Regions from separate parts of the Mus musculus genome. Here regions 2, 3, 4, 5, 6 and 7 are each linked to region 1. A link is a contact called in public ChIA-PET, HiChIP or PLAC-seq and promoter capture Hi-C data. All regions are on one chromosome and are shown on one strand. Each heading gives the region's core, a stretch centred on a gene start, on an enhancer-like site or on the middle of the called end of the contact. The rest is flanking DNA. Distances are from core to core; before and after follow the strand shown. Region 1 holds the start of Ucp2 (uncoupling protein 2 (mitochondrial, proton carrier)). Region 2 holds the start of Pde2a (phosphodiesterase 2A, cGMP-stimulated). Region 3 overlaps Arap1 (ArfGAP with RhoGAP domain, ankyrin repeat and PH domain 1). Region 4 holds the start of Arap1 (ArfGAP with RhoGAP domain, ankyrin repeat and PH domain 1). Region 5 holds the start of Stard10 (START domain containing 10). Region 6 holds the start of Atg16l2 (autophagy related 16-like 2 (S. cerevisiae)). Region 7 holds the start of Fchsd2 (FCH and double SH3 domains 2).

Region 1 (4,241 bases), core at 562-3,061:
TTTGCCAAAGGTCGGGTCCTCGAGGGTTGGGACCAGAGGCAAAGATCACCTGTACTAAAGGTTTCTATGACTAAAACGCAGGCCTAGAAAGATAATCCTGTCAGGCACGGTCTGCATCTAAAGCTCCAGGGCAGCCGAAGAGAGGTCCTGAGATCCCGACCCAAAATGAACCAACAAAAACAGAATCCACTTTATAGGACCGGACAACCACTGGAGGCAATAAAAAAACAACACCCAATTTCTAATCTCATTCACAGGGACATCAAAAGCTAGGACAAAAGAAAAAAAAAAAAAAGAATGGAAGCTCAGACCAGCAAGATGGCTCAGTGGGTAAGGGTGCTTGCCATTGGGACACAGATGGTAGGAGGCCTGAGTTGTCTTCTGACCTTCATGTGCGTGCCACAGCACCCGTGTGCCTTTACATAAACGTGCATGCACACACATGCACACGTGAGCACACACGTGAGCACACATACACACCACATACACACACACCATAACACACACACACACACACACACACACACACACACACACACCATAAGCTTCTGCCCCAGCTCTGCTGTTGACTGCCAAGGCCACCTGGAACCAGTCCCCACCCCACTCAGGTTCTCCCCTTATACACTGGGGTCCGCCATCTTTACGGGCCAGAAGGTGATCAGGGATGAAGAAGGGGATTGCTGAGCTGTGAAGAGGCTCTCATCAGGGTGGGAGGAGGGGAATTTTTATTGTCTTGCTGAGCAGCCCTAGGCCCCAGGCCTGAGAGAAGGCTTCCTTAGCCGGGACTCCTTACCTGGAGGCTGCTTTGAGGTCTCAGGCTGAGGCCTCCAAGGTCAAGCTTCTCTAAAGGTGTCTCGTTCTTCAAAGCTGCCGGTGGCTACCATGGCCCGATCCCCTCGATTTTCCATAGAAAATGGCTGGGAGACGAAACACTTAAAGTTCATACTATTGTGTCCTGTGGGGGAGAGGAAGGAAGCCAAGTTTAGAAAGGAAGATTGTCTTTGCAGGACCACCGCCCTGCAAGGAAGGGTCATCTGTCACACAAGTCCTTTCAGACAGCCTTGCTGGGAGGGACCCATGCAAGGCTCAGTTCTCACTCAGAGCAGCCAGGGTCTAGGGGAAGAACTCAGGAGTCTTTACTCCCACACGTTGGCTCACTTCCAAATTTGTTTCTCAGACAGTTATGTAGACAGGCAGCTGTGCTGTGCCTGGGGGATACAGTCACAAAACTGTTGAGTGGAGCATTATATCTATTTGTGTTGAATCAGGATAAGGCAGGTCCAGTCTCCCTGTGTCCCTACTTCCACCTCCGGCAGGCAGCCACATAAGATAGTGTAACAAAGGCCAAACAAACTCCAAGGCTCCTCCAGGCACAAACAACCCTTGATACAAGAACAGGCTTTAGGGCACATGGCCCAGAGCCTCCTGGTGACAGTCATTCTGATCTTCGCTGACGTGAAAGCCCCTTCCCCCACCCCGCCCGGGTCAGGCTGGGAACATCGAGGCTGAGGGGAAGAAGTAAAGAGATGAAGGTTTTAACCTTCGACCAACTGGACGTCAGAGGCAAATAACAAAGGGCGTATTTAGGAGGAAAGAAACCTAGAGAGGGCAAATTAGGACTCCAGGGAAGGGAAAAGAAAGAGAAAAGACAGATGGAGTGGGAGAGAGCAGGTGCGGCCAGCGAAGGGATGGGGCACGCTCACCGGACCGCAGGAGAACACAGGAGTGCAGAAGGCTGTGTCCGACGGCGGGAGAGTGGTGGCTGCCCAGGAAGCTGGCGACCCGACGACACCGAGGGCGGAACTGACAGTAGCTGCGAACCCGCGCCTACAGAACTTAAGTCTAGAGGGCGTGGTCGGGGCGTGGCGTGACGAGGCGGAGCCAGGGCGGCCCACGCCCCCGGGTGAGGAGGCGTTTCCATCTGTGGTTGCCTGAAACCCCTAGGTCCCCCCAGAGGCTCCAGTCTCAGATCTTCCCCTTCTATTCCCGGGGCAGACAATCTCTTTGTGAGGACAGGCAGACTGACTGGCCAGCTGCTCTGGATCGCGACCCCTTACCCCTTCAAGTCTCCCCTCCCCCTCCCTGCAAGGCACCTGGGGACCGGGCGGAGCGCGGGCTTCGGGGACCGGAACAAACCCGGGTGTGGTGACGGGGCAAGGCTGGCGTTCCCGCCTTCTGCCGCTCCCAGTCAGGTCCCGGGGGACACTGGCACCTAACGGCTGGAGTGGGGCGAGAACACCTGGCCTCCCCTCCCCTCTGCACCGAGTGCAGCCAGGCTGGCGCCCCGCAAGGAAGAGGGCAGGGCAGAGCCTCGCCTGTTGCACTCCAGCCCAGCGAGGACAAACTCAGCAGGTGGACGGGACCTCAGCGAGATAATGGCCACGTAGGAGTGGGGGACGTGAAAGCAATACTTGGGCCCTGTGTCGGGGACTAACGTGCATTGTGGGGGTAGGAAGCAGGTCTCAATTTGCCTCAATTTGTGTTCAAGCTTTGGTACTCTCCGTCGGTTTCTTCTTTTGTTTTTATCCTCCTTAGCCCCGGAGTTTTAAGAGATTAGATCAGGGCGTGGAACCCTTTTTGCTTGCCTAGGAATTAGGCGCCCAAGAGCAGGAAGCCGGGGACCAGGGGTCCGAATATACTATAATAGAAGCTCAAGTAGGTTTGGGCTGCTGTGGAAAGTGCAGTGGGAGGAGGGGGCTGGGTGAACGTTTGTGGAAAGCAATTACTATGCATCAGGTAGGCGGCGCAGGCACCTAACGATAATCTTTCCAGGTCATCATTAACCATTATTTTCCAGAACAAGAAAGTGTGAGAGGCCCCAGACCTTAATAGGACCCCAGACCTTAGCACATCTGACTCCATGATGGAAGTACCATTCAACTGTAAAACTCAGCACACAGACAGAACCATCAATGTCCATCGTTCTGGAAAAATCTCTAAATGTACTGATCTTACCTTTTGGCTTCTGTGGTTCCACTACTGGCTAACTTGTTTTGTTAGCTGAAGTATGTCACCCTAAAACATGGGTTTTGTGCTTAAAAACGTACCCAGGAAAGGATCCTGAACACCCAGTGTGGCTTTATTAGCCAGCTGGCTTACTTTAAACAAGACTAGATAAAATAAACCTTCACTATCAAGTGGCAAAACCCCATAGCTGGTGGGTGGATAGTGATCCCAACATAGCTGGTGGTGATCTTACAAAGCTGACAGTACTCTACTCTGCCCATTGCTCACTCGCAATGCACCCAATAAACCACTCTTTTAAAAAATTGGTGAAGGGGCTGGTGAGATGGCTCCGTGGGTAAGAGCACTGATTGCTCTTTCGAAGGTCCTGAGTTCAAATCCCAGCAACCACATGGTGGCTCACAACCATCCAGAATGAGAGCTGACACCCTCTTCTGGTGTTTCTACAGTGTACTTATATATAGTTATAAATAAATTTTTGGACTCGGAGCGAGTGGAGCCGGAGTAAGCAGAGGTCCTGAGTTCAGTTCCCAGCAACCATGTGATAGCTCACAACCATCTGTACAGCTACACTGTACTCATATACATAAAATAAATAAATCTTTTTTAAAAATTGGTCAAATAAGAATTAAAAGATGTGGGGCTAGAGACAGCTCAATGGTTAAGAGCACTGACTGCTTTTCCACAATCATCTGTAATGGGATTTGATGCCCTCTTCTGGTGTGTCAGAAGAGAGTAGCAGTATACTCACATATATAAAATAAATAAATCTAAAAAAAAGAATTAAAAGATGCATTTTCTCATAGATGAATGTGTGAATTATTATGGGGATGGCTAAAACTCTATTCAGTATACTACACTGCATATACCACTACTGAAAAATAACTTATAAATTATTTAATATAATGTAATATTTAAAAGAAATAATAATAATTGTAATTATTATTTTCTGAGACAGGGTTTCTCTGTGTGACAGCTCTGGCCGTCCTGGAACTCCCTCTGTAGACCAGGCTGAAACCTTGAACTCACAGAAATCCACCTGCTTCTTCCTCCCGAGTGCTGACATGAAAGGTATGTGCTGCCACTGAACTGTATTGTTTGTAGATTTATATTGATAAAACTCTTGATTTAAAAAAAAATGGAGAAGTAGCAAATGTAATTCAAATAGCAAATGAATTGTTAGACTTTGGATAAATGTAAATGCAGAGAGGTGCTAGAGTGATGGCTTTGTGGGCCAGAGAGCTTACTTTGCCATAATGAGAATCCAAGTTAGAGTT
Region 2 (4,241 bases), core at 1,287-3,786, 960 kb before region 1:
CTGCCTTGCACATATACGTCACTCCACAAACATTTATGGGGCACCTGCTGAATTCACACATGGCCAAACATAATATACCTCTTTTCTCAGGCCACACACCTTATGCACACACTCCACTGCCCAGACCTCAGCCCTGCCCCAAGGCATCCCTAACTCATCCTAACTCACTGTCCATGCCCCACACTCTCCTCATCACATGCCAACAGCTCCCAGGGAGAAAAGATCACAGAACCCACACCTCACACTGAAAAAGTCACAAGGCTCACACCCACACCCACACTTCACACCACACTCAGACTCCATCTCCCACCGTGCACCTCACACACCTCACACTCACCTTCCTAGCCACAGATGCACGCACCCAACTAAACACACACATGCATGCGCACACACCACTCAGACACAGAAGCACATGTGCAGACATATTCTGCATAATTTGCATGCTTAATGTCAGACCAAAATATCACCCATTTGTAGACACACAAAGTCCTTCAGTCTGGAAACTGCTTTCTCCTGCCCACCCTCCAACCTGGTCAACCAGCTGCTGAGCGAACCGGACCCTGGGTTTTGGCTGCACCCGGTCTCATCCATAGTTGCACGAACAGTCACCACAGGCACATAGCACACAAACACTAACACACAGGCGTCCAAATATTTTCTCCAAGCAAACCCAGGATGTACCATAGTGACCCTAAGCTACCCAGGAGGCTAGAAGCACAGCCAGACATAAACCTCCACTCCTCTCTCACAGGACATCCATTCGAAACCAACAGGCCCATACTAGGACTCATTCTGACCACATACTGCAGAGAAATAGCATGTATAGCCACTTATTCAGTCTTCAACATGCAAGCTGTCCCTATAGCATCACAATGCCATGACAGACACAACTACATGCACACACCACAGTCACTCGCTGTGCTACAACTCCCACCCACGATCCTGCCACTGTAGTCACACAGAGCATGTAACACCACAGACTCACAATCTCCATACTGTCATCTCCCCATGCTAAATCTCACTCAAATGATGTGATTATACATAGCACAACATATATGATTACACACAAGGCACACTCAACACATGCTATGTACACAGGAACCCTCACATAAGCACATATACCCCAGACTCACCCATCCCTCACTACAGGTGAAGGACATTTACCCCCTCTCTCTATCCCCAAACCCAACTGCCCCAGTCACTACCAGGACAGCTGGGATAAGGAGATATCATGTATAAGTTATAAATACCAGTGTCCCACCTCACGATCCCTACCCACCATATATTTTGGGCACCCTGAGGGCAACGTTCTCCATGTTTAAGCCCTTGGACTTGAGTCCATCCTATGCCATACCTGAGAACACAGGCACAGGTGGAGGTCCTAGAGGCTCCAGCCCTGTCTTCTGAGCCGGTTCCCCCACGACCCAAAGTAGAGGCAGACATGTAGGGAAGGCATGGTCACAGAAAGACCCTAGCACAAAGATAGAGACCTACAGAAACTGAAGGGCTGAACAGACCAGGAGAGGTAGGCAGCCTGGAGCAACACACTAAACAAGAGAACAGCAGAGGGGCCAAAGGATGATGCACTCAGAAATTTGGGAACTGGAAGAATGATATGGGACTATCACATCTAGAGGCTGGGAGGCAACAGGAGGAGACTGGAGGTCTGTGTAAAAGATGAGGACTGGGAGGGGGCAGTCTGGCAGAGGAGAAGAGAGAATCTGGGTTTTAAAAGGGGGTTGGACCCTTGGGTTGGGTGGAAGATGGTGACTAGAATCTAGATGATTAGTAAGGATGGGGAGTAAGACTTTATAAAATAGAAGATAGAGGTTTGGGGGTGAGGTCCTACTTATGAGGTAAAGTTCTCTGCAGCCAGGGGCTTAGGGGATATGGGTGTGCCTGGAATCTGATATGTACAGTAGAGAGCCAGAGGTTTGAGAGGGGAGTGGGACTAACCTGGGAGGAGGGAACTCCGGGTTTATACAGAGCTGTTAATGTGGCTGAGGGGGGCAACGAGGATTAGGACTTCGGGGCTTGGGATGGAGGAGTTCTAGATGCGAAGCAGAGTCAGAATCTGGAGGGGCATTTGAACTATGAGCCGAAGAATCAAGGACCCCCTCTGGGTATGGCTGCAGTCCCATTCAGTACAAGACGGGTTCCAAACTAAGGGAAGGGTCCCCTCTTAAAGGAAGGTTCAGGAGAGAGTAGACCGTGGGGCAGACGACTGCAAGCTCTTCAGAAGACCGGGCCCTCACCGGGCTCTCCCTGGACACCCGCTTCTCCCTGTTACCCAGAATGGGGGGGGGGGGGGCCTCCTACCTGCAGGCTGTCGGCGCATGGCTGCGGCGGCGGCTCGTCCGGCTTGAGGAAGACCTGCTGGCCCCGCCTGAGGAATTGGACAACAGCGATGAGGATGTGGTGCAACACCAGGACCATGCTCGCAGCCGCCCGCCCGCCCCTCCAGCCCGGCCCGCTGCACTCGGTCAGCGCGTCCGCAACAGCTTCGCCGGTCCGCGCGAGGGTCCGCCCTGGTCCCGCCCCGCCCCCGCCCCCGTCCCGCCCCAGGCCTCCAGGCCCCGCCTACGTTTCTGCTACCGGGGACAGCACTTCAACGCCTTCCAAAGATCGGACCCCACCCGATCCCGGCCGGCTTGCTCCCTGCCAGGCCTTCACCCTCTCAAGTCTCCTGCAGCGGGTCGGCTACGAGGGCTCCCACTCCTCGGTCGCCTCTCAGCCTTCGCTGCCTTCCGCTTATCCCATTGTCACTCCTCCTATGTGGTAGGGCCCCTCCCAGAGTCCCGCGCACTGTCGCACCACATTCTCTCCCCATCACTTGGACTTCAGTAGCCCGGCCAGAACCCCGAGGCCGAGTCCAGCGCAGTGCGGGGAGAGGGGCCGCGGCCACAGTCCGGGAGCCCCGAGGTCCTTTCACTCCTTCCAGTACAGAGGGTAGAGGAAAGTGAGGGAGAAATTTAGAGGTCGCTCCAAAATGGGACGAGCCCTGAAGCGGTAGCAGATCTGTGAAGGAGACACGTGCGCCCTGACACACACAGGCGCACCGTTCCCAAATGTGGGGTGAGAGCACTGGGTTCCTAAGGCTACCAGATAGGCCTTCATCGGCGTCCCAGGAGGCTGAAAAGGGTGCAAGCCCCAGGGCCATCTAGTCCGCAGTTCCGCGGTGGGACCCCGAGAGCTGGGAGCGCATTTCTCTGCAGAGCCGCCTCTGTGCTCAGGCACTTGCAGCAGCCGTGACGCTCCTGCGCCCCCTGGTGTTCTATCGCAAAGGTGCACCCTGACCCCAGTAGGGGATGGCTGGAGGGATGAGGGGACATTTGTGTAACTTGGGTCAAACCCCTTGCCTGGACCAACCTGTTTTCTAGCCTCTGCTTGCTATAAGATGGGCTAAGGCACAGGACGAGTCTATATCAAATGGTGAATTTGGGTCTTCCTGGATTTTGCCAGTGTAACTTTAGCTTGATCCCCTTCCCATTGGGTGTCAGTTGTCCCACAGGGCTGCCAGAAGACAAAAACTTGGAATGATGGTGAGACAGACAGACTCCTGACAGCCCTCACTGTGACTTTCCCTGGTTCTCCTTTCTGCGCTACTGCCCCTCTTCCTGTACTTCCCTCTCCCCCCAGCCCTTGGAAGGTGACTCAGTGAGCCCCCTGCTCCTTGCCTCATAGATGTGATTCATTTGGGCCCTTTCCCCCTGGGGAGCAATTTCCCCAGTGTTGAGTCACTGAGCCCAGTGCTGGACACGGTCCCAGCACCTGGCACAGGCTTGGAAGTGTCCTAGCTGTCCCAGTAGCTCAAGGGGTGATCTTCCACACAAGGATTTTTCCCCCTCCTAGCTGAGCTTACAGCTTCCAGTGCTCAAACATCCTTAGTGGGGGTCTCTACCACGAGCACCATAAAACCTAAATCTCTCACTTGGCATTACAGACCTTCCACAGTTCAACCCTGATTATTGACCAGCTCTGACAACCCCCATCCCTTGTTTTTATACAGCCCTTTTCTTTTAGACAGCAGCTGCCTCATTCTTGCCTCCTGGTCTGTCATGGTGCCACCCTGTCACCTGCTAACCATTCAAGAGCAACTCAGAGGCCATCTGCTCCAAGACCCCTTTTCTGGATTCCACATCAGTGATCTAGGGGGGGCCTTTTTGTATCCTTCCTGGGAGTCATGTCTGGAGATGGGATCTAAGCCAATTGCTGCTGCTTCTTCTTCCTCTTCTTCTTCC
Region 3 (4,241 bases), core at 1,166-3,665, 900 kb before region 1:
CTTCTGTCCACACCTTCCTGTCCATCTTCAAACTCCGCACCTTGGACACTCCTGCACCCAGGCCGCGGTGCTCCCCTGAGGTGAGGCGGATACAGTTACTCTGGTACAGCCCTCCTTGTGAGCACTGGCTCATCCCTCCTGCTCCTCAGGCAGGCCTGGAGCTAGCCTGCATCTCCACTTTGGCATGGTCCAGAACCTGTTCACATTGCTCACTACGCTCCAGCCACAACAGACCCTCCAGACCATCTTCCCTACCAAGAGACCGCTTTGATGTGCCAATCCCTGCTCCAGCCACATCAGCTGTTCCAGTGTAGATATAAATACCTTATCTCTCCCCTGTCATCTTCAACTTCCTGCCTCAACTCTCTTCCCAACCTCCCTACCTCCATGGCCATGCCTTCCTGTCATTCAGGTCTCAGCTGACATGTCACCTCCTCAGAGAAAATGTCCCAAACAAACAGCACTTTCTCTTCCCACCTCTCATCATTCCATTTTGATAGGCTCCTGTGTTATTTTTGCTGTTCCCGTTGCAATGCAACTGCATAAGAACAGGATCCTGACCACCTGGCTTTAGGTTTCATCCTCAGAGCCCAGAACAAGCATTTAATAAAGGTCACTGGAAGGAAAGGAAAGGCTAAGGTTGGAGACAGAGGATGAAGCTTGCTCAGCCACAGGTCCCAGCAGGGACCCCATGACTAGAGAAGGGAGCTAGAGACACAAGGAACACCCGCCACTGCCTGACTGAAGCCCTGGCCCTGCATTCATGCACCCATCTTCCACAGAGAGCCACAGTCGTCCTGTGTTAGCTCTGAGAGTTGACACTTTCCTTATCTGGTCGCCGGTGAAGCTGCCACTTGTCTGCACACACCTCATGGCCCCAGAGCCTGACATCTGCCTTAGAGTCCCACAGGCCCAGGGGTTATTCTCCAAGCTCAGTGACTCACTCAGATCTGTCCTTTCCCCTGGATTCCCACATCAAATCCCACCTCTCCCCTGCGGCCGTGCAAACCACCACCTGCGCACTGTCAGCTCTCAGATAATCGAATGCCCAGCCTGCAGTCAGCAGATGGCACATGCTGGGCCCTTAGGGCTTGAGTCAATAGATGACTGCACCTTGGGCCCCATGGTTTTCCATTCCCATGCTCCTCAGCCATGTTACCATGGAGGCTTTCATATGTGTGACTTTCAGACCATCTGGAAGGTTCAGTGCTTCCACTCCCATTCCTGGATGGGAGTCTCCAATCCCAGCTTCTGCCCATAAGCCAGAGTCTGGCCCACAGCGCTGAGTATGTCCCTGGGTCCCTTGTCTTATATCCCCTCTGGACAAAACACTGGCTCTTCTCTCAGCATGAAGAGCCCTGGTGGGCCTGGCCTCCTGCATGGTTCTGATGTGACAGGGACATCAGATTCCAACAGCCTGGGCTCTGATCTGAGCTCACTTACTTGCCAGATAGCCCTGAATAAAATGCATTTTCCCTCTTTGTGTGTCCCCATCCCTGTGGAGAGAGTATAACCATGAATTGAGGACCTAAGGTTCTCCCAAGAGAACAGCCAATAATGCTGACACACCGTTAGATATAAGGGCTGTAGGATCTGCCCAGCAGACTGCCTGCTGCCCAACGGCCAACCTGCTGCACACATACCCACCTGCACAGCGCTTGCAGATGACAACGCAGAGGTTGATGGAGGCCCAGTCAGGCTGGGCGGCCCCACAGTCGGCACAGAACCTGTTGGGGGCTGCGGCCCAGATGCGCTCAGCCACCTCTGAGGTAGATAGGGCCTCTGCGATGGCTCCCTGCATGGCCTCCAGCCACTGTTCCTTCTCTAACTCTGAATCAGCCGAGAAGCTAGGGACACATAAGTAGAACCGGTGGGAAAGGGTTTGGAGGGATTTGAGGGTCGGGAGGAGGTGTCATCCTAAGACTGTTGGGAAACAACCAACAAAGGGAGCAAGAAAACTAGAGAGAAAACAGACTGGCAGAGGAGATGATGAGAGACAGGCAGGGACAGGCCTGAGAGGCAGAGCAGGCACAGGGCACCCTTAGGACAGTGGGGCACCAGTCAAGGGTATATACAGACGGAAGAGAGAGAGTATAAAGGTGTGTGCCATCTCCACCCTCAACCTCCTTACTCCATCCCGGAAAGAAGTCCATTAGTGAGCACCCAGTGTAGCAGCACATGCCTTTAACAGCACTCAGCAGCAGAGGCAGAAAGACTCTTCAAGTGGGAAGCTCCATCTAGACAGCAAATGCAGAATTGTCTTCCTTCCTACAAAACTCCCCTGGCTCTTTGTCTGCTGCTGTCACCACCAACTGCAAGTCACATGGGAGTGACCAAGAGGTAACGGCCATGAGTAAGAGAGGGGCTGAAGATGGCCTCCACCAGGACAGCCAGGAGAGGAACTCGAAAGCTGCCAGGGCCTCAGATAAGCAACAAGCACGCTCACCCCGCTGCAGTAAACCCGTGGTCCCAAGCGGTGGAAGCCCTTTCTGCTGAACCTCTATCAGCCTCCTTCAAGTTGGTGACAATGACAGTAATCAGGAAGCACAGTGGCTTCTGCAGCTGACAGAAAGGGAAACCCTAAAGTGTCTGGCTGCAGCATTTGTGGTCACTAAGGACTATGGCAAAGAACTATAGGGCCAAAGTCATAGGATATTTCGAATGGGAGGATGGACAAACACCCACTTAGCTCTTGAGATCAAAGGTCACTACCCTGATATAAGTATGGATAGAGTGAAGGCCCTGAGACTGGCAACCAGAGTACTGAGACGGAGACCAGAGGGCCTGAATGGCGACAGACACAGAGAAGAAACAGACAAGGCAGAGTGCAAAGGAGGTAAACTGTGTCAAGCCACATGAGGCAGAGAAGGGCCATGGGGAGATGTTCAAGGGACAACAGGCCCACGTGCTTTGAGCACAAGCAAGTTCTGCTGGAGAACCCACAGCTCGGAGTCGGGGATGGCAGGGTGGCACTGCAGACGTTCCCTGGGTCCCAGGCCATGGAGGGTTGCAGGTGCTGGTGGGACACCTCATAAACAGCGTGGTGGGCAAAGAGAACAGAGCTGGCCAGAACAGATGGAGAGGGATGAAGACGTCTGGCAGACTAAGGCAGGTGGGTGAGCAATGGAAGGGAGAAAAAAATACCAAGAGGATTGACTGCCCATGAGCTGAAGGTGGAGCAGGGGCTCACCTGAAGATGCGGTAGGGGGTAGTGAGGTCAAAGCTGCGCCGATCCACTTCCTTGACATTGCCCACATTCATGTCGATAAAGGTGATACCAATGCCCAGATGGAATTCCTGATGGGTGGGTGGGAAGGGAGGAAGGCAAAGGCTGACAACAGGGCTTCAGGTGCAGGACAAGGGATAGGGAAGTCGTCCCTAGGGAGTGGAAAGAGCCTAAGAAGGAGGAAGGGCGGGAATCTGAGCCAGGACAGCAGTCTGGACTAGAGCAACGGGGATGACAGTAGGGGAGGCATAGGAGTGAGTGAAACAGGACGTGGGGGGGGGGTGCTGTTCAGGGACAGGATGGAGATGAGGCACAGGCAGGCAGGAGAGAAGAGGGGAGATGCTGTCCCAGTGCAGAAAAGGCTGGAAGGGAAAGTACTGGACTTAGATCCTAAGCAGGACCAGGGAGAGACCAGGTGGACAGGAGCAGGGCAGGTAAGAGGACGGATGAGTACGGGACAGGGAGACCTCAGTGGCCTGGTAGAGCCCTTCATACCTCCAGATTCTTATAGAGCTGTACTTTGTCCCCAGTCACAGCCACGTAAAGCTTATTCTTGAAGCCTCGTAGCTCCAGGCTGCCAGCACGGTCAGGCTGCTCGGAGCCTCGGACTCCCAACACAGAAGCACTAGAAAGCCGAAAACGGGCTCGATGCTCAACTACTGCCTGCTGCAGGGCCTGCATCCACTCGTTCCGCTCCACTGCAAAAGGGTGAAGGTAACACATGAACTCAGCCCCTGGCGCCTCCTGGCTCTAGGGGGCTCAGAGGTCACCTCTGCTAGGAATCCTACTGGTGTGGTCTGTCCCATCGCTAGACTTCTCTGTCTTGGACAACCTAGGCTACAATGCCACAATGCTTACAATGCCACCTACTGTGGCCTACACTGGGCAAGTCACCCCAACTGTTGGAAACTGTATCCCTTGTGCACACTGATGTGTGCCTCTGTGGCACTGTGGAGTATCTGGAAAGGAGCACTGGCTATGCTCAATGGTCAGTATCTCCTTCCTTCTCCTCCCA
Region 4 (4,241 bases), core at 609-3,108, 850 kb before region 1:
AGTGCTAGGCTCTCCGGCTCCCCTTTCCTTCACTCTGACTCTGGGCAGGATTCACACTGGCCTGACTCTTGGTCTGTCCTTGGAACACAATGGCAGGCTAATCATCCCACCCTCGGATGTGGAAAGGGGACTCTGAAAAGGACGGAGTGTGGCAAAGTCAGACAGGGCTTGGTAGCAGTGCTAGAACTCCAGATGCCCATACCCCATCTTCATAGACGTCCATAGAAACCTGCCCTGAGCCTTGCCATTACCCGGAACTGACAACCAGGCTGGAAGGCACTGCAACTTGCAGCCCACATCTGAACCCTGAAGTCTCACAGAACACGGGGACTTGGATGAGGAGGAAACTTGGTGGGGAACACCTTTGCCCAGAAACTGACTCTCCTCTGCATGGTGGGGACCAAATAAGGAGGCCTGAACGTCCAAATGAAACCTGGGGCGTCGGGGCCATCACCTCCTCACAGCCAGCAGTAGCCTGCCTGGGACATCTCACTTGTACCCTATTCCAGTGAGCAAACGGTCACTGGGGAGCAGGGTCCCCAGGCCGGGGTCTAAATAAACTTTAGCCAGGTATAAATCCCAAGGATGGGTTCTCTGCACATCCTCCCTTGCCACCCCTTACAGCCACACCCACATCCCTTGCCTCTCCTCCGGAAGGTTATCAGTATCCCTGCTGTGCGGCACAAGCTCTGCCCTCACCTTGCAGCCAGTCTTAGCAAACAGCCACTTAACTACCAAGGCTCATCCAGGCATCCTCTCCTCCCCAGGTCTGCACCTGTCCACGCCTGTCTCTGGGTTCTGCTGAATTTCTTCTACCCTATAATGACGCTGCTAGGAGCCTAGGCTTCCCTTAGCAGGACAGTCACAACTTTCCAAGTACAGGTTATCAGGGTCCCCTGGACCCAACAGTAGTCAAATCCTTACCTGAGCATCCCCAAGTCTAACCCTGAATCCCGAACCCCCAGTCTAGGCATTAGGGAAGCTTTCCCTAAGACACTGAATTTAGAGAAACATAAGTCAGACAACCTGGCTCCTAATCACCCAGCACCCAAATCTACCCACGGAGATCTGTGTCCAAACACCTACCCGCCTCCTCCCCAAAAGCCCCCATCCCCCGCTGCACTGCAAACCTGCTCTAAGCCCATCCACCCATTCCCAGCCTGACCCCATTCAACGAACACACCCCTTCTTTCCTGGCAACTGGGCCAGGTAAGCTCTAGAGAAACCATGCCCCCATTAACTGGTGGGGAATTGAGGTGCGGAGGACGGAAGTAGCTTGCCCAAGGTTACCAACACCTCAGGTCCAGGGCTAAAGTCCTAAAGCTTTGCGAGGCTGTACCAAAGCCTCAGGTCCACGGCTAAAGTCCTAAAGCTTTGCGAGGCTGTAAGAATGTCCGGGGTAGACTAGGTAGAAGTCTTCATTTCTCAAGTGGGAAAGCCAAGCTGCCTGACGCTACTGGCTCCGGAGCCTGCAAGCCCTAAAGCAGAAGAGCTGACGGCTGAAAGCTGGTGTCCACCAGCTCACTTTCTCTGTCCCTACGAGTCTGGCTAGATGACTTCACCTCCAGAGGCGACCCCACTTCACTTCATCCCCAGGCAAGAGCGCGCACCAGATGACCCCGGGAAAATTGAGCGGGTGGGGGTGGGGGGCTCACCATTCCCTTCTGAGGAATGGGGGCAGTGCAAGCCACAACTGGCGATTGGGAGGTCCCAGCAACCTCACTGACCTGTTTTGAGCGAAGAGAACTCCACGAGGTGGGACTCGGGGTCCCGGTACCGTCTGTCACACGCGGCCGCAGCCAACTCGCGGCAGCGGTCCGGGCGCGCCCACCTCGCTCGGCGCTTCCGCCCGCCCCACGTGACACCGGGGGACGTGAGGGCGGGGAACGGGCAGGGAGCCGGCCGGTCCCGCCCCCAGCCTAGTCCGGATCTTCAATACCCTAGGCAGACCGGACCGCCGGGTTTGTGTCTCTCCTTTATCCTTAGCTTGCTAAGGCTTTGAGGCTCATGTCTAGTCTATCCTGTCCCTGCTGAGACTCCACGGATCCTTGAGTCTCCATGCCTCGACACCCCTGTTCTGGTGAGTCTATCCTCTGGGAGAGGACACACACACAACCATTGGAGGCGGGACAACCACCTTCCCTGGGAGTCCTGTGCACCATTCTTAGTACTCTGCTTCTGTCCCCAGGACTGCATCTCCCTGCAGAAGGCGCTGGGAAAGGCCCACCAGAGTCTGGCAGCTTCTCACCTCCTCCCCAGAGAGATGAAATCCCTAGACTTGGCAGGTATTTCTGGATCCTGAGGCTAGCCTCTGGGACCAGCCAAACCAGGGGCCTTAATTTAGCTGGGCTTCCATTTTTCCATAGGAACAGTGGGCATATTTGGAAGAACAGTCATCAGCAGGGTGGGTCAAGGGGCTTTTGCCCTGAAAGGAGGAAGATGCCCTTTAATCAGAGCCTATTACATGCCTGGTCCAGTGGTGAACAATTTGTTCTGATTAATTAAAAAAAAAAAAAAACTCACACTTGCATAAGGGTAAAAATTATCACCCTAGGTTATAGGTTAGGAAATGAGAGTCTGACATTCTCAGGGTGTTCTCAAAGCCATTATGGGCAGACCTAGGGCTGGATGTTCCAGGTGACAGGGTCCTGTCCAGGCCTCTCCACAGAAACTGTTCTCTGGGAAACACTTGACTGTTAGCCCAGTAAGGTTTTCCACTGGCAGGGCTTTCCAGGAGAGGTGAATAGGGTCAGATCTTGAGTTCTTTCCAGACCCCAAGTTCTTGTGGTGCCAAAAATACCAGAGAAAAGCAGGGCCTAAGACTAACTCTGGGACTCGGCATCCCTTGGACAGCAGAGGCAGCCCAGGCTTCCCTCTAGATCTCAGAGCAGCTAGGCATAAGTGAGGGTTGACACTTGGTCAGGGGACCTCACGATTCCTGTGACCAGCCTAAGGTCTTTAACACTAAGTGCAGTGGAAGTGTCTTCACCAGTACCCACCCCTCCCCCTCCTCCAGTACCCACCCCTCCCCCTCCTCCAGTACCCACACCTCTCCCTCCTCCAGTACACACCCCTCCCCCTCCTCCAGTACCCACCCCCTCCCTCCTCCAGTACCCACACCTCCCCCTCCTCCAGTACCCACACCTCTCCCTCTTCCAGTCCATACCCCCCTCCCTCCTCCAGTACCCACCTCTCTCTCTCCTCCAGTTCACACTGCCTCAACTCAGTTCTGAGGCCTTCAGCCCTAGTCTTTGACCTGTGAGTCCCTCCCCTTCTTTCTGTGATGACAGGAGCCAGTCAGAGTATGCCAGATCAACTGTTTAAAGCTAGCTTGGACCAGAAGTCCATCACACAGTAGAAGCCTGACCTCAGGTTAGACCAGCTCCTCTTAAGAGCCCTGAAAAAATGAGCAAACCACCTTTGTGACCAGAAAAATGAATGTGCAAATGAACGAAAAGAAAGGAACCACAGGAAAGGAGGGGGCAACAAGCTCCACCCTACGTTACAAGACGCCTATAGGGACAGCAGTCCTGTGAACAATAAGAGTATTAAGGAAAATAACTGTAGAACAGAGCAGCGTGGGGCTGAGCAGATGAGAAGCAGGCACAAAGAGCTGGCTGGGGCTGTGTGGTTCATTTATTGGGGCCATGTCCAGCCATGCCGCAGCCACCTGGGCAGGAGCCCAGTGCCCCCCCAGAAGGCAGGTGGGGGAAGGGAGGAAGTGCAGAAGGCTCAGTGCCCCAGGGTTCCACCCCAGTCTGGTCTTGGTCCTTGCAGAGAGCCGGTCACTCAGGTGAGCGAGGTGTCATCGTCGCTGCCCTCTCCTCCCGCACCGCCTGCCCGCTCCTCGCGGCTCTCTGTCACTGCACTCTCATCGATGTTCTCCAGTGAGTCTGCATGTTGCACCGACAACTCTGACAGCGCCAGGCTGGGCAATGGGCTCTGCTCCGGGTGCAGCCATGGCTTGAAATGAGGCTGGTGTTTCTGCTTCCACTCGGGGTACTTGATGCAGGCCTTGTACATCTTCTTCATGGCCTGTAGACCATTCGAACATTGTTAGGGGTGCCTGGAGGGCCACACCCCTCCAGAGCCCTCCTGCGGTGTACAGTAGTCCCCAGTGTCCCAACTACGGCCATGGGTAGACCTGGTTCATCAGCCATCACCCAGTGTTGACTCTGCCCCTGCCCTACTCCTCAGTGCTACCCCCTCCCCCATGTCCCAGAGCACACAGCCACTTACCT
Region 5 (4,241 bases), core at 909-3,408, 830 kb before region 1:
ACTGTGGGGAGGAGCCCACATGCAATCAGCAACATGCTGACACTGCCAGCTGCCCTGCCCGCCCTACTCCTCAGGCTCAGACCTACACTAGGCCTTGAAGAAGCTCCAGCCCAGGGTCTTTAAGCCTGGGAAGAGACTCAGAGCAAGGAGGTAGCCACGGAAACGCAGAAAGAGTCAGTTAGCAAGGGCAGACGGAGACAGACACAGAGGGCAAAGGGACAGCAGGAAGAGCAAGCCAGTTGTGTGTGTGTGGGGGGGGGGGGCAGGTGGATAAAGCTATAAATGATTAGGGCAAGGCAAAAAGAAGCATAGGGCCAGAGGAAAAAGGCCAGCACCTCAGGCTCTGGTATAAAGGTCCTAGACAGAAGGGACCCTGTTAAGACAGTCCAGTGCCCTGGACCCTAAGAATAGGAATGCATCCGTGACAGATCCAGAGCAGCAGGAGGGTGCAAGGGAATGGCCTTCCAAGAGCTCTCTAAGGGGAAGTTCACACCCTGCAATGTGGCACTCACAACCAAACCACACGTGTAACAAACAGCTACTGAGACCCCCTAGACCAGAATCTCTGCCTCCATCAAACCCCAAGCTACCCTGCCATGACAGAGAGAAGAGAATCATGGGGCAGGGAGGAGGGGGATGGCAGTGAGGGGCTGATGAGTACGTATCTGCCTTCTGAGCTGGTTTCCCTTGACACTAAGACCCTGCCTCCTCTAGTGCACCCCCAGGGTGGCTCAGGGCAAGACAGCAGTCAGGAGCTGCCAGCCACAGTCCTAAAGGCCTGCTGCAGGCTCAGAGCCTGATAGAGCCACTGGGCAGGGACAGAGAGGACTAGAGGAATTGAGAAGGAAGGAATCTCATCCTCTGCACCCAAGAGTGCAGAAAGTAGAGCAGAAGACCCATCGCGGGCTAGAGAACCCCGGGTGAAGGAGGAAGTGGGCCGTTCACCTACCTAGTGGGTCAAACTAAGGGTCCAAGCAGAAGCTACTCTGAAAGACAGACCTTTGAGAGACACTATTCCCCTAAGTGTACCTGGCCATCACCCATCTCCCAAACACACAGGCATGCCTAGGTTAGAACCCGGGTCATATGGCCCATGTGTGTCCTCTGGTTTATATTAGGAGACTCTGAGCTCACATGCACCCCTCTATGGGTCCCTGGTCTGAGTATGGGCGAGGAGATTCCTGTGAGAGACAGTTCGGGAGGAGTGGAGGCTGCAGGTACCACAGGGCAATCCTACCTTGATCTTGTGCAGAGTTCGATCCATCTCCACAGCCTGCACCCACACAGACACGCCGGCCTTGCTGTAGGTCAGGTTCCAGCCCACCTCGGCCTCACACTCTGACCGGAAACTGCGGAAGTCCTGGTCATCGGGCACCTGGACACTTTCACGGCCCAAGGCGGGCCGAGACCCTTGGGGTTCTGTTGAGGCAGCTGGCTTTTCCATAGGGAGCGTGGGGAGGCCCGGGGCCCTGGTCCTAGTCCGACTCTCCTGGGTCCTCCGCGGAGGCTCAGACAACGTCGACGCGGCTGCAGATGCTGACGCCACCTTCCTGGGACCTGCAAGACCGGTTTGGGGACCAGAGTCAGTGCGCTGGGGGCGCGGGTGGGGCTAGCCGGGGTCCCGGACCAGCGGACAGCTTGAAAAGGGCAGGTACTGGCCCCAGGCGGTTGTGCACCGGCACAGGACAGTCACTTGGGCCACCCTCCCACAAGGAGCGACCTCATACTTCCCTGGAGCGGCAGTAGGATTGCTGCGTAGCGGGTGCAGGAGCCCGCGAGAGCCGGGCGGGACTCTGGGGGATCGCAAGTGCGGGTCTGGCACGGAGTCCTCGCGCGGTGCTGGCCGGACTCGCACAACTAACTCAGCAGCAAGCCGCGCGGGGCCGTGGTGGGGGCGGGTGTGGTGGCGGAGTCTCACCTGTGCGGGCTTCTCTGCCGGGGCCCGCCGGGGCCGGTGTGCGAGCTCTTCCGCCGCCGCCGCTGCCTCCGCTGCCCGGGCGACCGGGGGCCGCGCGGGGACCCTGGGGGGAGGAGCAGTGGGTCCCGCCGCCGGCCCCGCCCCGCTCCGCGCCCCCCGCCCCGCGCGCCCCCTCCGCCCTCCTCCCTCCCGCTAGGCTCGGGGCTCCCGGGCTCCGCTCGCCTCGCTCGGTATTTTCCAGGCTGCGGAGGTAAGAACTGCGGGAGCACCGAGCCCCGCCCCGCCCCGCCCCGCCGGGTCCTAGCGCCCGCCCCCGTAAGCCCCGGGGAAGGGGCAAAGTCCGGGGAGAGATGTAGACTATCAGAGGACCGGGGACCTGTGAGCAGGAACCACATAGCGAAGTAACAAAGTAGCCTGGGCTCTCAGAGTAAGGTTGAGGTGCCAAGAGAGATTCTGGAAGTTAACTGAGAGCCTCTTCTCTACTCTTCGCTCCCACCCTTGCAGGTACACGCTTCTGCAACAGCTTATTCACACACACAACACTTCAGAGATTCAAGGGTGGGCACACACCCTCATGACAATTGAAAGACTAACTAGCAGGAATAGGGATGACAGCCCCTCAGTAACTAAATTAGAAATGGCGACAGCCTGCAAGCCCCAAGAACCAAGAGCATAACAAGCCTCCTCCACACACCCAACTCAATTTTCCAGTAGGGTGTGCAAACCCAGCCGGAAGTTGATCCGACTTTAAAGGCTCAAGGTTCAAAGGCTGGCCAGAATTTGGCAAAATTTCCACTTCAGCCTCACTCTGGCCAGAGAGAGGTCCTGAGCCAGCAACCTCTTACATCCCTATTTGGCAGCTTCCAAACCCACCCCTCTTTAGCTCTCAGCCATTTACCCACACCTCCCCTAGGCGAAGACCAGTTCTCAAAAGCACAGGGCTGCAGAACACTGGAGCACAGGCCCCCTCCACCCCTCTGTAGAATAGAGTGGACCAGAGCTCTACTCTGTAGCCTGATGTAAATTCTGTCCACTAACTCTTCTGCCTACTCTTCCATTCTGGGAGCCCTGTCCCATCTACCCAGTGAAAGCTAGGGCCAGGCCAGTATGAGCATGGCAGTCTTGTCACTGTCTGGGCCAGAGACGAGCAGGGAAAGCCTTTGGTGTGCTCCTCTGGATATTAGGAGCAATAAGTGACTACCACTGACCTAGTAGTACCAGAGTCTGCTAATGGCTATTCCCACCAGTGCCAGAGTACCAAGCCTCTGCCACCCAGGCTCCTTCTGTGCCCTCTGCATTCTCCCCCTGGTCCCTCAGAAGTCACCTCTTATCTCCACCATGTAGATTTCTTTTCTTACAGGTGTTAAAAGAAAACCGCAGACTCAGCACTGTAGGTTCACAAATAGATGTGCTTTTTTTTTTTTTTCCCTGAAGTGCTCAGGGCTCTGAGATCTTTGTAAATCATGCCCACTTTTAAAATAAGCAGGAAACTGGATGTGGTAGCACAGACCTATAATCCCAGCTACTCAGGAGACTGGGGAGGAAGACCCAAAGTTTAAGGCTTTCCCTGGGCTGCATATTCCGTTCAAAACCAGCACAGGCAACAAAGTAAGACTTTGCCCCCCCACCCCAAAATGTTTTTAAAGGCTGCCGGGCAGTGGTGGCACACACCTTTAATCCCAGCACATGGGAGGCAGAGGCAGGTGGATTTCTGAGTTTGAGGCCAGCCTGGTCTACAGAGTGAGTTCCAGGATAGTTAGGGAGGCTGTAACTTTGTGGTAGAGCCCTAGGTTTAATCATTGGTAAATAAAAAAATAAAAAATAAGTCAGGGGCAAACAGGTAGCCATGATGGGTGTTCTACAAAGTGGCCCTGAAAGGTGTTCTACAAAGTAAGTCTTCTAAAACAAAACAAAACTGCAGGTCCCCATCAGTCCTGTGCAATGACCTCAGATACCCAGGCCTTCCATCAGTGTGGTAGGAAGTGTCAGCTAATTGCACGCACACCCTCTGAACCCACACTCTTTAGAAGTGTCTGGGAATGAGTAGGTGGCATTGGGGGCTGGATTTGGGCTTGGGAGGCCCCAGACACGAACTCTTTGAACCTCCTCTGCCCAAGTCCACCTTCCCCAAGCCTCGGGGTGTTTGTGATACCAATACTCCCAGGCTGGCAGGAGGCCCGAGGGGACCTCAGCAAAGCCAAAGATTGCTCTGTGAGATGGATCTTCAGGGACTGGCCATGAGGTAGAGATAGCTAGCAACCGTAGCCTGATGGCTTTTTGAGCCCTGATAGCCCCAATCTTGGCAGGTTGCAGGCAGCATCAG
Region 6 (4,241 bases), core at 511-3,010, 810 kb before region 1:
TATTAAAAAACCTGCCACAACATGACTTCCTACCTAAAGATGCAGCACACTGTGTAGGACCTGGGGATTGGGGGGGGGGGGCTGTTGTCACAGAAGCCTCAGGCCCCAGGAAGTGCTTCTGGATATGATGTGTGAGCAGAGCCAGACTTCCAGCAGGAATACTGGGCACAGTACAGTGCAAAGGCAGGGGGTATCCAAGACAGACACAAGGGGGACTGAGGCCAGTTTGTAGTGTTTTGAGATAGAGTCTTGTTATGTAACCCAAGCTGGCTTGGAACTTACTATGTACCCCAGGCTGGCATCAGTGCTGGGATTACAGTCATGGGCCATTATGCTCAGCTTCACTATAGCTTCACCGAACAACAGATACATATTCCCCTGGGGTGTCACTTGCCTTTACTGTTTTTCAAGTCCTGTAACAGACCCCCAACTTGAGACCCCAGTATCTCAAGGCTTGTCCCCTGCAGGGCCTAGAGGGCTTCCTGATATTGCCTTTTCCCTCCCATCGGTTTATTTCTTAGGGATAACCAGGTCTGCCTTCCCTAGCTAAAAACAGGGCTTGAAGCTGAACCTTCCTCAGTATGTCATATTGTAAGGCTAGGCCCACTGAGTCTCTCCTGTCATTCTTTTTTTTTTTTTTTAAAGATTTATTTATTTATTATATGTAAGTACACTGTAGCTGTCTTCAGACACTCCAGAAGAGGGAGTCAGATCTCATTACGGGTGGTTGTGAGCCACCATGTGGTTGCTGGGATTTGAACTTCGGATCTTCAGAAAAGCAGTCGGGTGCTCTTACCCACTGAGCCATCTCACCAGCCCTCTCCTGTCATTCTTTACCACAGCCTGTATCTGCAGAATTCTTTGCTAGAGACAATTTCATTACAATTCCCCGTGAGCCCAGATTCACTGTCAAATGTACCCACAAGAGATGTCTGTGCTGTCCAAGAGAGGCAGCAGATAGGCCCTGAGTTAGAACTCTGGGTTGCTGGCTAGCTCAGCTCCCTACTACACACAGCTGCAAACGAGGAAGCCTCTTCTCTCCTCTGAGCCTGGGGTTTTCCAGATAAACGGAGTCTTTTCTTAGAGCCCTAAATTTTGCTACCAACTGGACCTCTAAATCTTGCTCCTCCCACGGACAGTTCTGCGTCCTGTCCTAACAACTCTGAAGCGCTGGACCTTGAATCTAGGCCCCCGCGCAGGGTTAGCAAAAACCCTATCGCTGAGCTACTCCCAACGCCCGCCTGCATTGGAAATTTTCATGTCATCAGACCATGTCTACTTGTTCTTTCCAGAGCTTAAGAGTCCTTTTGTCTCCGCTCCCTCTGGGTAACGGTCTTAGTTGGTCCTTCATAAACCCCCACTCAACTGTCACCTTGTAGGTGACAGTGGGGCTCCTTCAGGCAGTCTTCTCTCTTAGACTGCTTGTGCCTGGTGCTTGTCTCTGTACAGCCCCTGGTGGTAGGGTCTCCCCTTCCGGGGTAACTTAGTGAGTTCTGCATCCTCAGCTTCTGACACTGGTCCAGGCACCAAGAGGTTAAGGAAGGCGACCTTGAGGCCCCGCCCTGGACGCGCCCACAGGCGACAGGGAGGCTTCAATCCCTGCTGCTTACTCCGGGACAGAAACGCACACCTCTGGGACTGAGGGTTTTTGCTGGGCCGCAGCAGCACCTGCTTTGAGGTGTCCAGATCTCCCCGACAAAAGCGCTTGGTACAGCCCGGGGATTCCCCGCTGCTGCCGCCCTGACGTCATGGAGTCCCCGGGAGGCTCCGCCCCCCTGCTCGGGCTGGAGCTTTGCGCGGCCGCTAGGGACTCGGCGGCCATGGCAGGACCTGGCGCCCCCTGCGATCCCTGCGCGCCCGCCGCTGTCTGGAAGCGCCACATCGTGCGGCAGCTGCGGCATCGGGACCGCACGCAAAAGGCGCTCTTCCTGGAGCTAGTGCCGGCTTGTGAGTGCGTCCCTGGGGGCTCGGGGATGACTGGCTTTGAGGAGGTGGGACTCCCCGCTCGGGGAGAGGGCTTGTCCCGCCACTCGACTTGTGACTCAGGGCAGCGGCGCCGTCACGGTTCCCGAGGGCTTTGCGTCTTGGAACCTGTTACGCCCCTCTCCGCATTGGCTTGCCTGCTGTTTCCAGCTCTGGTGCTGCTTAGCCCCAAAGACTCAGCTCTGCCTCCCTTGAGCATCCTAGACACAAGCTCTGTCTCAGTGATGGTTTTGTCGAGTCCTTCTTTCAGGCCGTCCCTAGGGCAAGGCCTGGTCAGTCCATTTGGTCCCAGAGCCCAGTTAAAGAAGGCAGGCGTGGCCAGAACAGCCACGGTAGCTGAAAGGAAGGAGCGAAAGTCTCTGGTAGGTTCTGGTACGGATAGGTTATACTGGCGTACGTTCGTGGAGTACCTCAGTGCCTAGCGGATCGTAGCTCGAATGGGGCTCCGGGTTCCTTTAGGTTGTTTGTCGCGCGGCGGAAGTTAAATTCTCATGTGGTTATTTCTGGGCACTTTGGCTAGGAGGAGGAGATGTGTGCACTCCATCCGAGGAACACTGGAGTGCATCTGTATTTACTGCCTTTTGGTGGACTGTGATTGTGTGTTTGAGGCTGAAAGTCTAACCATACTCCCTACTTCTTCCTCACTTGGTGCTAATTTTGATGCACCCACGCAATCAAATTTGTTTTCCTTGGAACTTTGTGAGGGCTGGCCCTCTCTTGGGGTTGGATACCTCTACCTCCAGACAACCCCACTTCTCCAACTGCTCTGATGGGCAGTGGGACTATCGGTTTAAGGGAGGGACCACCCAGGAGAACTGCAAGACTGGGAACCTAGAGACCCAGGTCTGTGGTTTGGGGTAATTCAAGTCCTTTACCTCAGATTTCTTACTTGCAAATGAGGCACATTGTGACCTTGTATGCCGGGGTAGGGGTGCTTGCAATGCCTTGTGGTCTCAGGTAGTTTTGAGAATTTGTCAGGGTCCAGGAACCTCAGACAGAGAAGGAAGGGAGGTGAGGATCTGGCCTGAGGTTAGCAGCCTCAGTCTGCCTGGAATTGGTTTAAAACAAAACAAAACAAAACAAAACAAAACAAAACAAAACAAAACAGCTGGAAGGAATGTGGGTGAGGGGGTCCAAGGTCTAACCACCTATCTTGGGAAGATTTGTTCGATAATTGCTCAAGGGCTTTCAATATTGACCTGGGGGAAGCTGTTGCGTGGAAGTGAGAATTACTTAACTGTAAACCTTGAGGTCTTGGAGGGGAAGCGACTTGCTGGAGGCCATACACAGGTGGTTTTGTTTATTTCAACATGCTCTGGGTCCAGACTTTGTCCCTGGCAGAGGTGAACTAATCCCAGGCCCCTTGCTTTCCTTCTGTTCTCTCTTCAAGTGCTACCTAGCCATGTTTGTCCCCAGCATTGGTGGTCTTTCTGTCCTTGTCTCCTGGGTGGGCTTGTGGGCCTGTGCTGTGATGAGGCTTTGCCAGATACAGATATTCCCCCAGGAAGGGGCAGAGCCCAGCCTTCAGAGGCTTCTTTATTCCCAAGACCCCTGGGCTCCTGCAGCCATCCCAGTATGAGGTAGCTTGTATGTCGGGAGTTTGTTGGCAAGCGGCTCTGCCTTTGCCACAGGCTCACCCTTTTGCATCCCCAGATAACCATCTCCTAGAGAAGGCTGAACTGCTAGCCAAGTTCTCAGAAAAGTTGAAGTCCGAACCAAAGGATGCCATCTCCACCCGACATGAGGACTGGAGGTGAGTTGTCTGTGAGTGATCAGAGCTGCTTGTGCCTGCCTCTTTGCTGTGCTCAGCCTTGGCACCTCATCAGTCTGTAACTCCTGGGGATGTGAGCGAGGGCAGTGGAGGCCTCTTGAGTCCTCCCCAAGCTGGCTGCTTACCTTAATATCTTTAACCCCGACGCTTCTCTGTGCATTTGTCTCCTGTCCAATCCTGTTCTCGTGTTTCCCCCTTCTGAGTCTTGTCCCTCTTCCTGTTCCTTACCTGATAACTTCAAAAAGAGGCTTGTTACCTATTCCAAAGAGCAGGGAATGGGTTGGAGACAGAACTAAGAGGATGTAGCCCAGGTAGGCTGGAAATGACCTTGAATTCCTGGCTTTCCTGCCTCTCTCCGGTTGGGATTACAGGTGTGTGCCAGCTTATCACACCAGGCTCTCCTTGGTCTGTTTATGTGCTACTTGTATGTGCATCTGTGGAGGCCAGAGGTTGGCATGTGTCTTCCTTAATTGTGTTTCACCTTAGT
Region 7 (4,241 bases), core at 694-3,193, 620 kb before region 1:
TGAAGGCTTTTACTACAATTTGAAGGAAAAAAATTACTTAAAGAAGACACTATTTGTTAGAATGTATACTTCTAGTTTTCCTATCCCCAAAGACCAAAAAGTTCGTATTTCCCATCCAATTTTATTACTTAACTAAGTTTAATGAAAAAAACTAGCCAGGGAATGTAAGACAGGGGCTGAATAAAAATTCACAAATACAAAAAAAAAATTTGCAGTTTAAAGGGGTGCAAACTGTCATTCTGCTTTCTCTTGCTTCCCAAAGATTCAGACATTAACCACAGGAGCAGGGAGCACAGATGAGTGTACCTAATACCTAGCGACCAAAATGTACACAATCATGAAATAATATTCACGAATAAACTACATAAAATATTCCGTAATGGCTGCAAGAAAGCACACAGTCTCAGAATGATGCCCTCCACTCTGACAGCACATCAAATCATAATCTCTTTCTCACAAAGGAGAATGCAAAAGTGACCTTCCAGCATATGCAGGGCTTTTAAACTAACCCAGCAAGCCAGGCCGGGTGGCAGCCCACTTCAAACAGAGAGAACCGCCAAAGCCAGCTGGCTGGAGCCATCCTCGCCAGGCCGGACCCTGGGATTTCAATTGGTGTGTGATCGTGGTGGAATCCCGACCACCAGAGCAAAGCTACATGGAGAGGTGGGGTACACGTGCAGGGGGAAAGGGGGAGGATCAGTAACTGGGCAAAAAAATCAGATTAAGAAGAGAAAAGAAAGGGAAGCATAGATGATGAGTTACTCATAAGGCAAATGTTTGCCCACAAGGGAAGGATGTAACTGTCTCTACCCACTGCTCAGAGTAGATACCTAGTATCCATCTGAAAGATTTAAAAAGGCAAGGACACAGCCTTGGCAGTGCGGAAAGGTGTAGAAGGGAGCAGCCGAGTTGCTGGCAGCCCCAGAGCACCGTCACTGCCACCCAGGCCATCCAAACCCCAACCGTAGTGCTCAAACCATGCAACGCCAGGTTCTGGATTTCGTACTGGAAGCTCTGCTGTTTTCCTGGCCCCCTAGCCCGAGGCGGGGCAAAAGGGATGGGGGGTGGGGGTTAAGCAGGACCCGTCAATCCTTAATTTGCTTTCCCTTGGGGTGGGAGGGCGGAGACCGTTCCAACTTCTTTTCCGCAGCCCCGTGGGGGGAAAAAAAGGCCAAATCTTGAGGCGAGACTTGAAACAAATCCCCCCGCGAATTTGCCAATGGGTGGAGTGTCGACAAGCGACTGGAGGGCTCGAACCTGGCGCAGACTAAACAATCCGTCACGCACAAGGCTCTGCAAATCTGCAGGGGCTCCCCCGCCTCTCCCCCATACAGCTCTGAGAATGCACTTTGCTCTGGGCAGCACTGCCATGCAGACAGACACACACATGCATGCCCGAAAGAAAAAAAAAAAAAAAAAAAACTCCAGCGAGTGTCTCGGGGGGAGGGAGGTGTCCTCCCTAGTACTGAGGAGCACTGGCCGCCCCTCCGTCAGAAAGACACCCCGTACACGCGACCCCCTGCTTGGGGCGGGCGGCAACTCTGACAAGCCAAGAAGCTAGAGTGGTCACGGTCCCTTGCGGGAAGGGGGAGGGGGCGCAGCGGTCGCCCCAGCCGCGTTCTTTGTACGCACCGCCACCCCCCAAATCTCCAAAGCCCCCCGCCAGCTGCGCCCTTACCTTCCTCGGCGGCGGCTGCATGATGCTGAAGGGACATCAATCCTCCGCCCACCCCTGACGGCGGCGTTTAAAGGACTGTGAGGGTGAGGAGGGTTGGAGAAAATGGGGCGGCCCAGCAAGCCAGGGCGCGCGCTTGTGTGTGTGTGAAAGGAGAGCCTGGGAAGGAGAAGGAAGAGGAATCGGCCCGGAGGCTGCGAGGCAGGCGAGCGGCAGGAGCAGCCGGGTCGCAGCGAGTGTGGAGAGAAGGAGGAGCGCCGGGAAGGCCTGGGGCCCGGGCGGCCCGGGGGGTGTGTGAGGGAAGGAGGCGGAGACGGCCAGGGGGCGGGGGCCGCCGGGGGGGGGGGGCTCGCGGCTCGCCGGGCGGCTGAGGAGGAGCGGCCGCGTCGTCCGCGCTCGCCGCCTGCCGCGGCCCGGCTGCAGCTGGCTGACGCGGCGGCCCCCCACCCACTCGGGCAGCCCGGCCCTCGCGGTGCCCAACGCCCCCGCCCGGCCCGGGAAGGAGGAAGGCGGCGCCACGCTCCCCTGTTAGAGCTCCGCCAACCACTCAGGCCGCGGGAATTTCCGGCCCCTGGCGCGCGCCACAGCGCCCCGCTCCGGCTGCAGAGGGGATGCGCTCCCGGCCACACCGCCTGCTTCAGAGTGGAGGGGGGGAGGTTAGCCAGGCCGCGCCACGGGGCTCCGGATCTCGGTGTGAGAAAGGGGGAAACTTCACGGATTGTTCGGCCGAGGGGAACGGTGGGGACGGGAACGGGACTCGAGAACTACCCCAGTTCTCTCCGACGATGGAACGTTCCGGACGCTTCCCGTCCTCCCTCCCCCCACACCGAGCAGGCAGCTGGGGGCTTCCCGCGCGCCTTCCCGCCAGCCCGCTGGGGCGCGCGACTCCTCCGGGAGCGCGCACGTGGGAGGGAGAGGACTCTGCTCCGACGCACGCGCACAGGCCGCCCCCGCCTCCCGCCTGCATCTGCGGCTGCACAGTTTGTGTGGGAATTTGGCAGGAGTCGAGGGGGGCTAGGCTCATAGTGGGATTGTTTGCAATAAGGAAGGAGGTACCTAAGAGGATTCGGGATTTTGCTTTCTCTCAGTCCCTCAGCGTACCCTCCCTCCTAGTCAGCTAAACGTGCACTGAGAAATTTAGCATGAACAAGTCCTTTTACAACTAGCCGCAGGTGCCAGACCTATGCCATTGGAGGACAGGTGAAATAACCTAAAATTGCCAGGCAAAGGAATGGATGCCCTATTCCAGAGTACTTAGCCAGACCTCGTGGAGTCAACTGAGGAAAAGAATGAAAATCTCTTGAATCGGTCACTCCCATATCACAGATAGGAAGGCTGGTGTCCGCAGAGAATTGGAGCCATTCTCAAGGTCACATGGCATGCCTAGAATCCCAAGGGCTGAGTGTGAGGAGGGGTATCTTGCTTGGTGTTAGGGCGCATGCCTAGCAGCCAGAGAGGCCCTGAGTTCATCACTAGCATGGCAGAGGAAAGGATTAGGTGAGATTAAGAACCATAGGGAGACAGCAAGGGCCATGGAGGAAGCCTCTGAAGGAAGCCCTTGTCTGGAAGGGAGGACTTCTAGGTCAACTCACTTTGCCTGTCCTGAACTACTTGAATAAACTCAACCTCATCTGGCAATGACAATGCTCTTTCTCCTCAGGGTCCTATCAGGCACCTTCTCACTCTGTCCAGACCACCCAAGGAGTATCAGGCTCCCTTTGGGTTGCTTGGAATAGTAGAAAACCTTCTTCCTCGTTCCTAGGCACTATTTTTGAGCCACAGCTCCACAGGCAGCCACAGTGTGAGCTGGATCTCCCCCCTCCCCCACTTCATTCAGTACTTGCAGTCCCAGATAGCTGTTCTCAGAAACTCAGTTCAGGCCAAAAAGGAAGTCCATGAGACTGGACTAGACCAGGATGACTTACTTACCAGATAACCTACTGGCTCTGTGACCAGAAGATGAACTCCTACCCAGGTGTTTTATGTTGAGTTAACCTACATGCTAACAGATGAGATGAGGAGTCAAGAGTTGAGAGCTGTGTATAAATTACAAAGCCTACTCTACTGTTTCTGGTTTCCTTGAAGCCATCCATTTGCCACCAGTGTCCTCATTCAGATCAAGGAAGGCCTGGGGCAAGGGAAGAGTGGATGGGAACCCAGAGTCCTGACCTCCTCTGAAGCACAACCACTAGAGGTCGGGAGGTGGCCCTATTCTCAGCCTCACCACTGTCAGATGGTCAATACTGAACAAACATTCACTGATTCCTTCATTGGTAAAATATTTGCTGCCACCCTGCTTTATGTGAAGCTTACACCAAACACTAGGGTATGGAAGTGAGCAAGGCAGATTCACCCGCAGTCCCAGACTATTGAGTGGAAAAGCTAGGATAACAGCACCTGCCCAGATGGCCTGCATGCAGCAGGTGCCTGATCAAGGGTTTCCAAATTCTAGTCCTGGGCATAGCTGCTCTGTCTCGGGGATTATCCTGCCTCACGTCCTTGGAAGTGAATACTGAGGATATACAGTTTCTGAATGTTGGAAGATTTGGGATCTCCTAGACCACTG

Evidence for each region. Promoter capture Hi-C pulls out the DNA fragments that hold promoters and counts their contacts. ChIA-PET counts read pairs in DNA pulled down with a chosen protein or histone mark. HiChIP or PLAC-seq counts read pairs in DNA pulled down with a chosen protein or histone mark.
Region 2: a promoter capture Hi-C map of pre-B cells shows a contact between it and region 1, with 3 times the contacts expected there. The contact joins the promoter of Pde2a here to the promoter of Ucp2 in region 1. A contact is called at or near these places in 4 of 39 promoter capture datasets (the C10 cell line, liver and pre-B cells), 3 of 115 datasets of contacts at active chromatin or transcription factors (large pre-B cells, memory CD8 T cells and pro-B cells) and 1 of 9 other capture datasets (liver).
Region 3: a contact with region 1 is called in an H3K4me3 HiChIP or PLAC-seq map of bone marrow-derived macrophages, with 7 times the contacts expected there. The contact joins the enhancer-like site here to the promoter of Ucp2 in region 1. A contact is called at or near these places in 1 of 39 promoter capture datasets (pre-B cells), 4 of 115 datasets of contacts at active chromatin or transcription factors (bone marrow-derived dendritic cells, bone marrow-derived macrophages, memory CD8 T cells and 1 more) and 1 of 9 other capture datasets (adipose tissue).
Region 4: a promoter capture Hi-C map of pre-B cells shows a contact between it and region 1, with 2.9 times the contacts expected there. The contact joins the promoter of Arap1 here to the promoter of Ucp2 in region 1. A contact is called at or near these places in 2 of 39 promoter capture datasets (the C10 cell line and pre-B cells), 2 of 115 datasets of contacts at active chromatin or transcription factors (memory CD8 T cells and pancreatic cancer cells) and 2 of 9 other capture datasets (adipose tissue and liver).
Region 5: a contact with region 1 is called in an RNA polymerase II ChIA-PET map of memory CD8 T cells, with 13 read pairs. The contact joins the promoter of Stard10 here to the promoter of Ucp2 in region 1. A contact is called at or near these places in 1 of 39 promoter capture datasets (pre-B cells), 3 of 115 datasets of contacts at active chromatin or transcription factors (T-cell acute lymphoblastic leukemia, memory CD8 T cells and pancreatic cancer cells) and 1 of 9 other capture datasets (liver).
Region 6: an RNA polymerase II ChIA-PET map of memory CD8 T cells shows a contact between it and region 1, with 125 read pairs. The contact joins the promoter of Atg16l2 here to the promoter of Ucp2 in region 1. A contact is called at or near these places in 1 of 39 promoter capture datasets (liver), 1 of 484 Hi-C or Micro-C datasets (CD8 T cells), 3 of 115 datasets of contacts at active chromatin or transcription factors (memory CD8 T cells, regulatory T cell precursor and thymic regulatory T cells) and 2 of 9 other capture datasets (embryonic stem cells and liver).
Region 7: a contact with region 1 is called in an RNA polymerase II ChIA-PET map of memory CD8 T cells, with 31 read pairs. The contact joins the promoter of Fchsd2 here to the promoter of Ucp2 in region 1. A contact is called at or near these places in 3 of 39 promoter capture datasets (the C10 cell line and pre-B cells), 3 of 115 datasets of contacts at active chromatin or transcription factors (effector CD8 T cells, memory CD8 T cells and microglia) and 1 of 9 other capture datasets (adipose tissue).

Annotation. Positions count from the first base shown.
Region 1 is chr7:100,490,928-100,495,168 of GRCm38.p6, reverse strand. Ucp2 (uncoupling protein 2 (mitochondrial, proton carrier)) reads right to left here and starts at 1,811. Exons shown (of 8, transcript NM_011671.5): 1 at 1,704-1,811; 2 at 794-955.
Region 2 is chr7:101,449,547-101,453,787 of GRCm38.p6, reverse strand. It overlaps Pde2a (phosphodiesterase 2A, cGMP-stimulated), which reads right to left and starts at 2,536. Exons shown (of 30, transcript NM_001143849.2): 1 at 2,320-2,536. The coding sequence starts at 2,436.
Region 3 is chr7:101,387,670-101,391,910 of GRCm38.p6, reverse strand. It overlaps Arap1 (ArfGAP with RhoGAP domain, ankyrin repeat and PH domain 1), which reads right to left. Exons shown (of 34, transcript NM_001040111.1): 10 at 3,722-3,924; 11 at 3,191-3,297; 12 at 1,648-1,847; 13 at 1-75. Among named protein-coding and RNA genes, the nearest start is that of Gm35219, 35 kb to the right of the region's middle. Within about 2 kb of position 2,415, at least 12 of the 459 cell types and tissues checked have an H3K27ac peak or open chromatin away from gene starts, as enhancers often do. A contact at or near this core is called in bone marrow-derived macrophages and microglia, where this site is marked.
Region 4 is chr7:101,345,686-101,349,926 of GRCm38.p6, reverse strand. It overlaps Arap1 (ArfGAP with RhoGAP domain, ankyrin repeat and PH domain 1), which reads right to left and starts at 1,858. Exons shown (of 34, transcript NM_001040111.1): 1 at 1,728-1,858. Gm35219 (a long non-coding RNA gene) reads left to right here. Exons shown (of 5, transcript XR_003946844.1): 3 at 1-2,080; 4 at 2,189-2,285; 5 at 2,367-3,006. It overlaps Stard10 (START domain containing 10), which reads right to left. Exons shown (of 7, transcript NM_019990.5): 6 at 4,240-4,241; 7 at 3,301-4,035. The coding sequence ends at 3,790.
Region 5 is chr7:101,319,030-101,323,270 of GRCm38.p6, reverse strand. Stard10 (START domain containing 10) reads right to left here and starts at 2,158. Exons shown (of 7, transcript NM_019990.5): 1 at 1,919-2,158; 2 at 1,238-1,557. The coding sequence starts at 1,444.
Region 6 is chr7:101,299,607-101,303,847 of GRCm38.p6, reverse strand. Atg16l2 (autophagy related 16-like 2 (S. cerevisiae)) reads left to right here and starts at 1,760. Exons shown (of 18, transcript NM_001111111.1): 1 at 1,760-1,947; 2 at 3,637-3,736. The coding sequence starts at 1,821.
Region 7 is chr7:101,106,477-101,110,717 of GRCm38.p6, reverse strand. It overlaps Fchsd2 (FCH and double SH3 domains 2), which reads right to left and starts at 1,943. Exons shown (of 20, transcript NM_001146010.1): 1 at 1,679-1,943. The coding sequence starts at 1,699.